Regions from separate parts of the Capra hircus genome. Here region 1 is linked to region 2. The links are chromatin contacts, called in public Hi-C maps. All regions are on one chromosome and are shown on one strand. The core of a region is the stretch at or near the end of the contact, and the rest is flanking DNA. Distances in the headings are between cores, read along the strand shown.

Evidence for each region. Hi-C and Micro-C count contacts between places; a contact is called where the count stands out from the background.
Region 1: a contact with region 2 is called in a Hi-C map of blood, with 4 times the contacts expected there. The contact joins two enhancer-like sites. A contact is called at or near these places in 2 of 5 Hi-C or Micro-C datasets (both in blood).

The regions. Positions count from the first base shown.
Region 1 is chr13:76,364,024-76,368,758 of ARS1.2, forward strand. No RefSeq gene overlaps it. Among named protein-coding and RNA genes, the nearest start is that of PREX1, 190 kb to the right of the region's middle. Within about 2 kb of position 3,273, at least 1 of the 5 cell types and tissues checked has an H3K27ac peak or open chromatin away from gene starts, as enhancers often do.
Region 2 is chr13:75,700,221-75,704,788 of ARS1.2, forward strand. It overlaps SULF2 (extracellular sulfatase Sulf-2), which reads right to left. Exons shown (of 21, transcript XM_018057993.1): 11 at 3,982-4,174. Among named protein-coding and RNA genes, the nearest start is that of SULF2, 110 kb to the right of the region's middle. Within about 2 kb of position 2,516, at least 1 of the 5 cell types and tissues checked has an H3K27ac peak or open chromatin away from gene starts, as enhancers often do.

The DNA of each region.
Region 1 (4,735 bases), core at 2,023-4,522, 660 kb after region 2:
CAAGTGGGAGGAGATAGTCAATAATCACATGATCTAATAAACCCCATGAAGAAAATGGTCCAGTGTGATGGAACAGGAAGAGACTCCATAGGAGAGAGGAGCTTCCTTAGACAAGGTGGTCAGGGAGGCCCCAGGAGGAGAGGCTAAGACCTACTTGGCGGGCCCCTCTCCCACGGCAACATGGGCCTCTGAGAACGGCCCCTTGGGCCCAGGCGCCTGGCCTGAGGCATGGGCAATACCAAGCAGAGGGGGATGCAGGATGTAAAGGATGACACAAGAGGCCAGAGACAGTACCCCTCATCTGCACTTCCACGGGGGGTGTGAAATTCAGGAGTACTGCGGGGCCAGGCAGAAGCACCAGGGAAATCCAGAGCCAGGCTGAACTGTCTTTGCTCTGGAATTTCCTATGCCCAAGAAGGCAGAGTCTCCAGTGTGCAGAGTGGAGCTGGAGAGTCACTGTCCAAAGGGAGGAGGAATAAGGACCATCAACATGGTGCTCCTTCAGAGTCTGCTCTGGGGGATCTTGTTTGTTTAATCGGGCTTCTGAGGGTAGGGGGCACTGATCGGGTTGGGGGAGGGTGTTGTGCCAGCTTAGAAGTCTTGTGAAAGATATACACGCACCCATACACACACACACATCCACGAGTGAGGCTACTATTTATTAATCGCTGTAATTAAGACGGAAGCTCTTTCTGGAGCAAACACGTCTCTTTGGGAACTGACATGGAGACAGAAGTACAATTCCTGCAGAATCAAACAAATCCTGTTTCTACCTCCTCACTAGTTAGTTCTGCAGTATCAAAGGGATTATCCAGGAGGGGAGATCTGAAGGAGAATTAGCTACAGGCCACGCTATTCTCCACCGAGGCGCCTATTAAACCTGAGTCATGAATGGGGAGAAGGAAGTGGCTCCCCTCCCTTCACCAGGCGCCCCAATGGACCAGGATAGTCTATCGCAGGTCATGCTCTTGGAGGCCGTTACCAAGTTCTGGTTCCCAAGGAATCTCTGGAAGTCAACGGCGCCATCCCCCAGACACACGCAGGGCTGTACTTCTGGTCCCCTGTGGAGGTGGCCACATGACTCCTCCTGGCCAATGAGCGGTGAGCACAGTGATCAGGTCACCCACAGGCTGGGGAAATTAACAGCCAGGGCAAGACCCCTCCCCAAACTCTTCTTTCTGCCAGGTCTGTGGTGACATCAGAGAGGGCAGACCCCTTCACCTAGGGTCACAAGGAGGAGACTGAGTCCAGCTCCCAGCCACGCTCTGAGGACCTGCAGCCTGAGCAAGAAATCAGCCTTGATAGTTCAGGCCTGTTAGCTCAGGAGACTTCTTGTCAGGCAGCATAACCCAGCCCACCTGGCTGTGTATCAAGTGTTCAGGATCAAGGGGAGAACTGTCCCCATTTGCTGAGCTCCTCCGTGGCCCAGGCACTGTGCTCAGTCGTACGATGTATATAATGTGTATGACAAATATCCGTGTGGTAATTATTCTTCTCCACTTTACAAAGGAGGAAATAACAGTAACAGCCGCATCCCCTGAGCAGGGATGATGTGGTGGGAGCTTGTTACAAACGCACTTGAACAGAACTTCTTCAGGCCTCATACTAGCCCTGGGAGGGAAATGCTTTTATTTATTCCCATTTTACAGATAAGAAAACTGAGGCTCAGAGTGGTCATGCATATACCCAGGACCACAGAGCCAGTAAGTGGCAGAGGTGGAATCTGAACCAAGGCCCCTTTGACTCATTTCCGGTTCCCGCTGACGTCACCCTGGGTCTCTGGAGGGGACCTGGGGGCTGGGGCAGGCTGTGGGGTGCCGATACCCAGGGGCCGAGTGTTCTACACTCTCTGCCACTGGAGGAGGGGGTCCACCGGAAGTGCTAGTGTCAGCAGCACAGGCTTGCATCCTCAGTTCCTGGAGGCTGGAGGGAGATGATGCCCATGGGTAGAGGCTGTGTGGCCACACAACCCTTCACCCACTTTGCATTCAGCCAAGCAGTCTTCCTCCTCTAATCTCCATGCCTCTTGGTCTGGAATGGACCCCTCCTTTGAATAAACCTCATTGATTCCGCCTAATTAGCTCCTCAAATGAAATCGTGGGTTATTTTGGGAGCAGCATCCTCACAAATGTTTCCCTGGAGCATTCAGGTGGAAAATGCAGATAAACTCACCTCTTTGTAAAATAAATGAACACATTTCAATCCCAGTCCCCAGGGCCCCAGCCTATCCCAGGCCCGGGCTTCACCTCCACAAAAGGCCTGAATCTTAGACTCTCGGAGTTGCCTCAAATAAGGCTGTGTCTTGAGTCAAAGAAACTGTGGGCTATGCTTCCAAATAGCCATCACGGCTTCCTGGGCAGTTCTGTGACCCGGTGCTGATCACAGGCTTTACCTGTGCTCATGAGCCAAGACCCACACCAGGCCCGGGAGGAGCACGTGGCCGTGAGCCCATGCTACAGATGGGGAGACTGAGGCACAGAAACCATCACTTGCCCGGAATTTGAACCCAGGAAGTCAGGCCACTAAGTTCAAGTGCTGAATCACCCACATCTTCACTTGTCCGTCTGTCCTGGTCCTCATGTCTCAGCGCGCCTGGAATCAGTCTGGTTGTTTTTAATCAATGCAGCTCTCATTTTGTGAATAGTATAAGTGGCTATTCATTTGTTCATGTCAACATTTCAGCCATCCCATGGTTTCCAAAACCCTGTTTTGGCATTTCTTCATTTTTTATCTAGCAGGAGCCCCCCAGGAGGGAATCACCCTGAGGCTCCCCTCTCTGACAGATCCTGCGCTCAGGAGCAGCGTCTCTCATTCTGCCAGCTGCAGGCAGGCCTGGGGGTGACGATGCCGTGTGCCCAAACCCCATCCCTGGTGTGCCTGAGCCCCATGACCCTGAGGGAACCCTCCAGCACCCCCGCTCCATCTCCACGGCAGGAGGACGGCGATCACAGCGCCCCTCACGGATCTGCTGGGAGGAGTCAAGGAGGTGACATGCACGTGGGAACCGAGCCCAGCACCTGTTAGGTGTTCAGTTAACTCGGAACATCACACGGACTGTTCCATCTCAGACAGGCAGAGGGATCCCACTCCTCTGTTAACTGGGAGGAGAGAGGTTAGATTTCCTTCGTGCCCACCAGGCAGGGTCAGACACTCTGGATGCTGCCATTGAGTCAGACCCATGGAACAGAGGAGGGGTTCATGGGGGAGGGAGGCAGGGTGGTCCCGCCCCTTTGCACAGCTGAGGCTCTGCACACAGGACCCTGGTCTGGCTTGGCCGCGGACAGGACACAGACTTGGCAGCCCCTCCCACGGGCCCCCCAGGCGACAGCACCAGGACCCCCACCAGCTCCCTCCCAGCGGGTGCAGGAAAGATGGAGGGGCAGGCCTGCCACCCGCACCGAGCCCGAGCCCCCTACCCCCACCTCTGGAAGGGCTGGTCCCCTGCAGCCTGCAGATCCGTCGTCCTGTAGAGCAGAAACAAGTCCCACCCGCCAGGGTCGTCCCGCGCTCTTTTCCTCAGAGCTGTTTGGGCCAAAAGCCAGGAAGGAGAGTGGCCAGCCTGTGCGGCCCCCTCAGGGCTGGCCATCCTCCCCATGGCAGGTCTGCGGGGTCCTGTCCCCAGGACAGCCCACCCCCTCCCCATCATATGTCACCCCCACAGTCCCGGGGGGCTCTGGGAAGCACAGAGTTGACTGGAGGCAGCTCGGAGAAAGCAATGGCAGCCCACTCCAGTACTCTTGCCTGGAGGATCCCATAGACAGAGGAGCCTGGTGGGCTGTAGTCCATGGGGTCGCTAGGGGTCGGACACAACTGAGCGACTTCACTTTCACTTTTCACTTTCATGCACTGGAGAAGGAAATGACAACCCACTCCAGTGTTCTTGCCTGGAGGATCCCAGGGACAGGGGAGCCTGGTGGGCTGCTGTCTATGGGGTCGCACAGAGTCGGACACAACTGAAACAACTTAGCAGCAGCAGCAGCTCCCCGTTACCCAGGGGCCCTCAGCAGGGCCAGAGTGAGGGGGCAGAGGACGGGGAGGCTTTGATGGAGAGAGAGGACACAGCTAAAGGATCTGGAAAGATCTGGAGGCTGAAGCCAAGGCAGCAGGGCTGGACCCCAGGAGGGACGCCGGGGCGGCTCTGCACTGGGAACCTGGGCCTGCAAAGTGCTGGAAGGAAACAGCAGGGAGGATGGGGCAGTGCCCTCCTGTGTGCTGGGCAGAGGCTGGCTGAAGCCTGTCCAGGAGGGGATGGACTTGTGGGACCGGACCCTTCGCCGGAGCCCCTCAGGACTTCTGGGTGGGAAGGGACAAGGGCTGAAGGCTGTGACAGGGACTCAGGGAGAGGAGCCTCCGACCTCCCCTCCCCATTACAGCCCATTACTGCCCCTGGACCACACCCCAGCTGCACCCTGCACTCAAACCCTAACTACTGTCCCTGTGCAAGGAATCAAGCTGCAATAACAGGAGATGAAACTGGTGAAGGTGCTGACTCCTGGCACTTCCTTACCTCCAATCAAGGAGAATCCTGGAGCAAGAGGGCCATGGCTGGCAGGGACTCCGCTGAGTCATCGGGGTCCCAGCTCAGGCTCCCTGTTCGGCTCTGCTAGGCTCGGCCTGATTCGTGGAGGGGATCCGAATGAGCAGGGGCGGGAGCCATGGGGATTCCCGGGGAAGAGCTCTGCAAAGGCCCAGCTCGTGCAAACAGCTCATTCCTCCCTGTAGAGCACTGAGGCCA
Region 2 (4,568 bases), core at 1,266-3,765:
GCTCCCTGTTGAGAACCCCTGCTCTAGGCTGGCTGCTCAGAAAGGAATGAAAGAGAGCATTTTGCTGGCAGGCATGTGCAGGAAGAAGAATGTTGGGCCTGGTGATGGGGATGGAGTTTCCTAGGTGGCTGTAAGGAACCGCCCCCGTCTTGCTCCCAGGATCCTCTGAGCACACACAAGACAGGGCTGTGATGTCACACCGTCCTCACAGGAGGGCCCGAGTCCAGCTGAGTCTCAGCTGTTTAGATGCATATTGAGTGCCACACTCATTATGCCAGCAAATCTGGAAAACTCAGCAGTGGCCACAGGATTGGAAAAGGTCAGTTTTCATTCCAATCACAATGAAGGGCAACGCCAAAGAATGTTCAAACTATTGCACAGTTGCACTCATTTCACATGCTAGCAAGGTAATGCTCAAAATCCTTTAAGCTAGGCTTCAACAGTATATGAACCAAAAACTTCCAGAGGTACAAGCTGGATTTAGAAAAGGCAGAGGAATCAGAAATCAAACTGCCAACATCCACTGCATCATAGAAAAAGCAAGAGAATTCTAGAAAAACATCTACTTGGTTATGCTAAAGCCTTTGACTGTGTGGATCACAACAAACTATGGAAAATTCTTAAAGAGATAATATAAGACCACCTTAGCTGCCTCCTGAGAAATCTGTATGCAGGTCAAGAAGCAACAGTTAGAACCGGACATGGAACAATGGACTGGTTCCAAATTGGGAAAGGAGTGCGTCAAGGCTGTATATTGTCACCCTGCTTATTTAACTTCTGTGCAGAGTACATCATGCGAAATGCCGGACTGGATGAAGCACAAACTGGAATCAAGACTGCTGGGAGAAATATCAATAAGCTCAGATATGCAGATGACACCACCCTTATGGCAGAAAGTGAAGAAGAACTAAAGAGCCTCTTGATGAAAGTGAAAGAGGAGAGTGAAAAAGTGGGCTTAAAGCTCAACATTCAGAAAACGAAGATCATGGCATCCAGTCCCATCACTTCGTGGGAAATAGATGGGGAAACGGGAAACAGTGGCTGACTTTATTTTCTTGGTCTCCAAAATCACCACAGATGGTGACTGTAGCCATGAAATTAAAAGACGCTGGCTCCTTGGAAGGAAAGTTATGACAAACCTAGACAGCATATTAAAAAGCAGAGACAATACTTTGCTGACAAAGGTCCGTCTAGTCTATGGTTTTCCAGTGGTCATGTATGGATGTGAGAGCTGGACCATAAAGAAGACAGGGTGCCACAGAATTGATGCTTTTGAACTGTGATGCTTTCGAACCGAGAGTCCCTTGGACTGCAAGGAGATCAAGCCAGTCCATCCTAAAGGAAATCAACTCTGGATATTGACTGGAAGCACTGATGCTGAAGCTGAAGTTCCAATACTTTGGCCACCTCTTGTGAAGAGCCGACTCGTTGGAAAAGAGCCTGATGCTGGGAAAGATTGAGGGCAGGAAGCGGGGGGGGGGGGGGGTGACAGAGAATAAGATGGTTGGGTGACATCACTGATACAGTGGACATGAATTTGAGCAGACTGCAGGAGATAGTGAAGGACAGGGAAGCCTGGCGTGCTGCGGTCCATGGGGTCACAAACAGAGACGACTGAGTGACTGAGCAATACAGCGCAATACAGTCTCTGTCCTCTAAGCATTAATGGGGGGAAGCGTAACTAAATCACAAGTCCTTGTATTATTTAAAGATTAGCCAGTGTGCCACGTGCTGAAGCGAGATCTTAACTGTGTAATTCAATCTGGAAACCAATCATTTTATTCAGCTGAAAAGAGATTAGCTTAGCAGTTACTAATCAGCTAGTGAGGAGTTATAACGGGGGACCATCAGTGGGGAAGTGCCGTTCGAGGCAGAAGCTGGGTCGTTATGGAGACAAACCAGCTCTCGTAACGAAGGTGTCCTCTGCAAAGACAGGAGGAGCCCTCTGAGCCCACCGCTGGATAGCCAGTCTCTAATTAGGCTACAGGGGAGTCTCACTCAGCCTGAAAAAGGATGGGGATCCTGATGCAGGCTACAACGCGGATAAACCCTGATGCCGGGTGAAATAAGCCAGACAGGAAGGACAGATCCTGTGTGATCCTGCTTCTGTGAAGTACCTACAAGAGTAAAACTTGGAGAAAGCAGTGGGGTAGCTGCCAAGAGCGGGAGGAGGGGAGGTGGGGCGTCAGTGTTTCTCGGGTGCCGAGCTTCAGTTCTGCCAGAGGAAGAGAGCTGGGGACGCACGGTGGTGATGGCCGCCCAACACTGTCCGGGTCCTTAAAGCTACTGAACTCGACAGTCAGAAACGGTCACAGTGCTGAGCATCAGGTAGTGCTGATGGGACCACAGCGAAAGAAGACAGAGAAACAACCAAAGTCTCGGATCAGGCTTTGGCTCCCCTTGGGTTAGGGGGTTAGAGCAATGGTGGCCTGGGCAAGTGCCCAGCTCCAGTGGGGGACACTCCAGCCAGGGGACCCATCTTGCTGGGACCATGTCCTGGCACTCGAGCCCGCCAAACATCCTCAAAGCCCAGGCGCGCCCTCATTTGAACGTTTAGCAGGGGGCATGCTCTCCAGGGGAGGTGACCCTCTGAATGGGGCCGTGACCACCTGCTGGGAGGGTTCGGCCAGGTTGAGAGGACTTCCCTAGGCGCCTCCTCTGGTCACTGGCTTCCTAACTTTCTGTCCTTTGGCCCCTGCTGTGTGGAGGTGTGAAGGCTAAGGCAACTTTTCCACTTGGGATGGGGGTGCTCTACCCTCTCCAAAGTACAGCTGACCTTGAACAAGGCTGGGGTCATCTGCATGTAACTCATAGTTAACCTCCCTCCCTCCGGTATCCATGGTTTCTCCACATCCATAGATTCAAACCACAGATGACGCAGAACTGTAGTATTTACTACTGAGGACCATCTGCGTGCAGGGGGACCGTCGTTGTTCAAGGGCCAACGGTGCAGCAGGTTCCTGTTACTCTAGGTGGTCTTGTTCCATAGCATCACCCTGACGCTGAACTAGCGAGTTGGGAACCAGTGCTCCTGGGGCAAACGTGGGGTGAGGTTCCTGCCAGCCTTGGGTCACAGCACACCTGTCAACCATCAATATGGAACCGTATTGCACACTGTGTCTCCATTTTGTGTAAAGACACCCGACTTCATGCACGTGGTGATTCTCCGACATTGAACTCAAGGTAGCAGCCTGAAGCTCATCTCACCCACATGTTCCCCTCTTTAAAGCACATCCCAGCCAGCTGGGGCTTGGGGACCCAACGCAAGATGTCAGTGCCACCTTGGGGCCACTTTAGATGGTGAAGTCACTGCAGAAAGATATGTGATGCCAGGGACACGATGCCAAGCAGATGGTGGTGCTAGTGGTAAAGAACGCCCTTGCCAACGCAGGAAACGTAAGAGCTGTGGGTTCAGTCCATGGGTCAGGAAGATGCCCTGGAGGAGGGCATGGCACCCCACTCCAGTATCCTCGCCTGGAGAACCCATGGACAGAGGAGCCTGGCGGGCTATACAGCCCATGGGGTCACAGAGTCGGACATGACTGCAGTGACTTAGCGCGCCTGCAGGCAGGTAGACAGGAGGCTGAAGGGCGTCGCCTTGGCTTGGCCTCGTCTGGAAGCCGGCACTAGAGGATTCAGCATCTTTTAGCGCTTTGCAGGTGAACCTGTCCAGTGCCTGCAGTCCAGCTGGAGGAATGCTATGGAAGCACAAATCTGATCCTGGCTCCTCTGCTCAAAGCCCTCCAGGGTCTTCTGATCTCAGAAGGACCCCACCACGTGGCCCAGGGACAGACCCCCCCCCCCTTTCTCTTTATGCTCCTGCTCTTCTCCGCCCTCTACACGCTCATCTCCTCCTTTATGCTCCCTGCCCACCCCACCTGGGGCTGGGTGGATTGATGGTGCAGGGCACGTGAGTCTGTTTGAATGAACAAGCAAGGTTGCTCAGGTGCGTTCCCTCCCCGCCCCTCCCGTCCCACTTACTCTTCTTGAAGAGCTTCTTCCGGTGTCCAGCCAGGGTGAGCTGGCTGTCCCCGCTGTCGCAGACGCAGCCCTCGCCGCCTGGCACATAGTACTTGGGCACCAGGTTGGAGAGGGCCCTGCCCCCGGGCCGCGCAGGGCCCTTGCACTTGTGCAGCTTCAGCTTCCCCGATGCATCCTCCACGCACTGCCATTTCTGCAAGACACGCGTGGCCTCAGCCTCCCGGGCCTGCTCACCCGCCCCGCCGCTTCCCTGCTGCCTGCTCCCAGCCACCCCAGACGCGTCCCTCTTTTGGCCCCGACTGGACACAGGCTGGTGCCTGGAATGAGCTGCTCTGTGATGGGTGAATACCTGTCCACTGTCGGGGGAGCAGAGAAATGGTACCCAGGGTGATGCGCTGTGGCTGAGCGGGAACCCAGCCATGGGGAAGCCCCGTAGGAGAAAAGCACTTGGGTTGGAGGGCGTGGCTGGTACACAGGGAAGGGCCCTTCCAGAAGGTGTAGCATGAGGCAGGCAGTGGCGGTGGGGTGGGGTGGGGGGAGTGGTCGGCAGGGTGTGACTGCATCTGCCAGAGGTGGGAGGTGGGTGT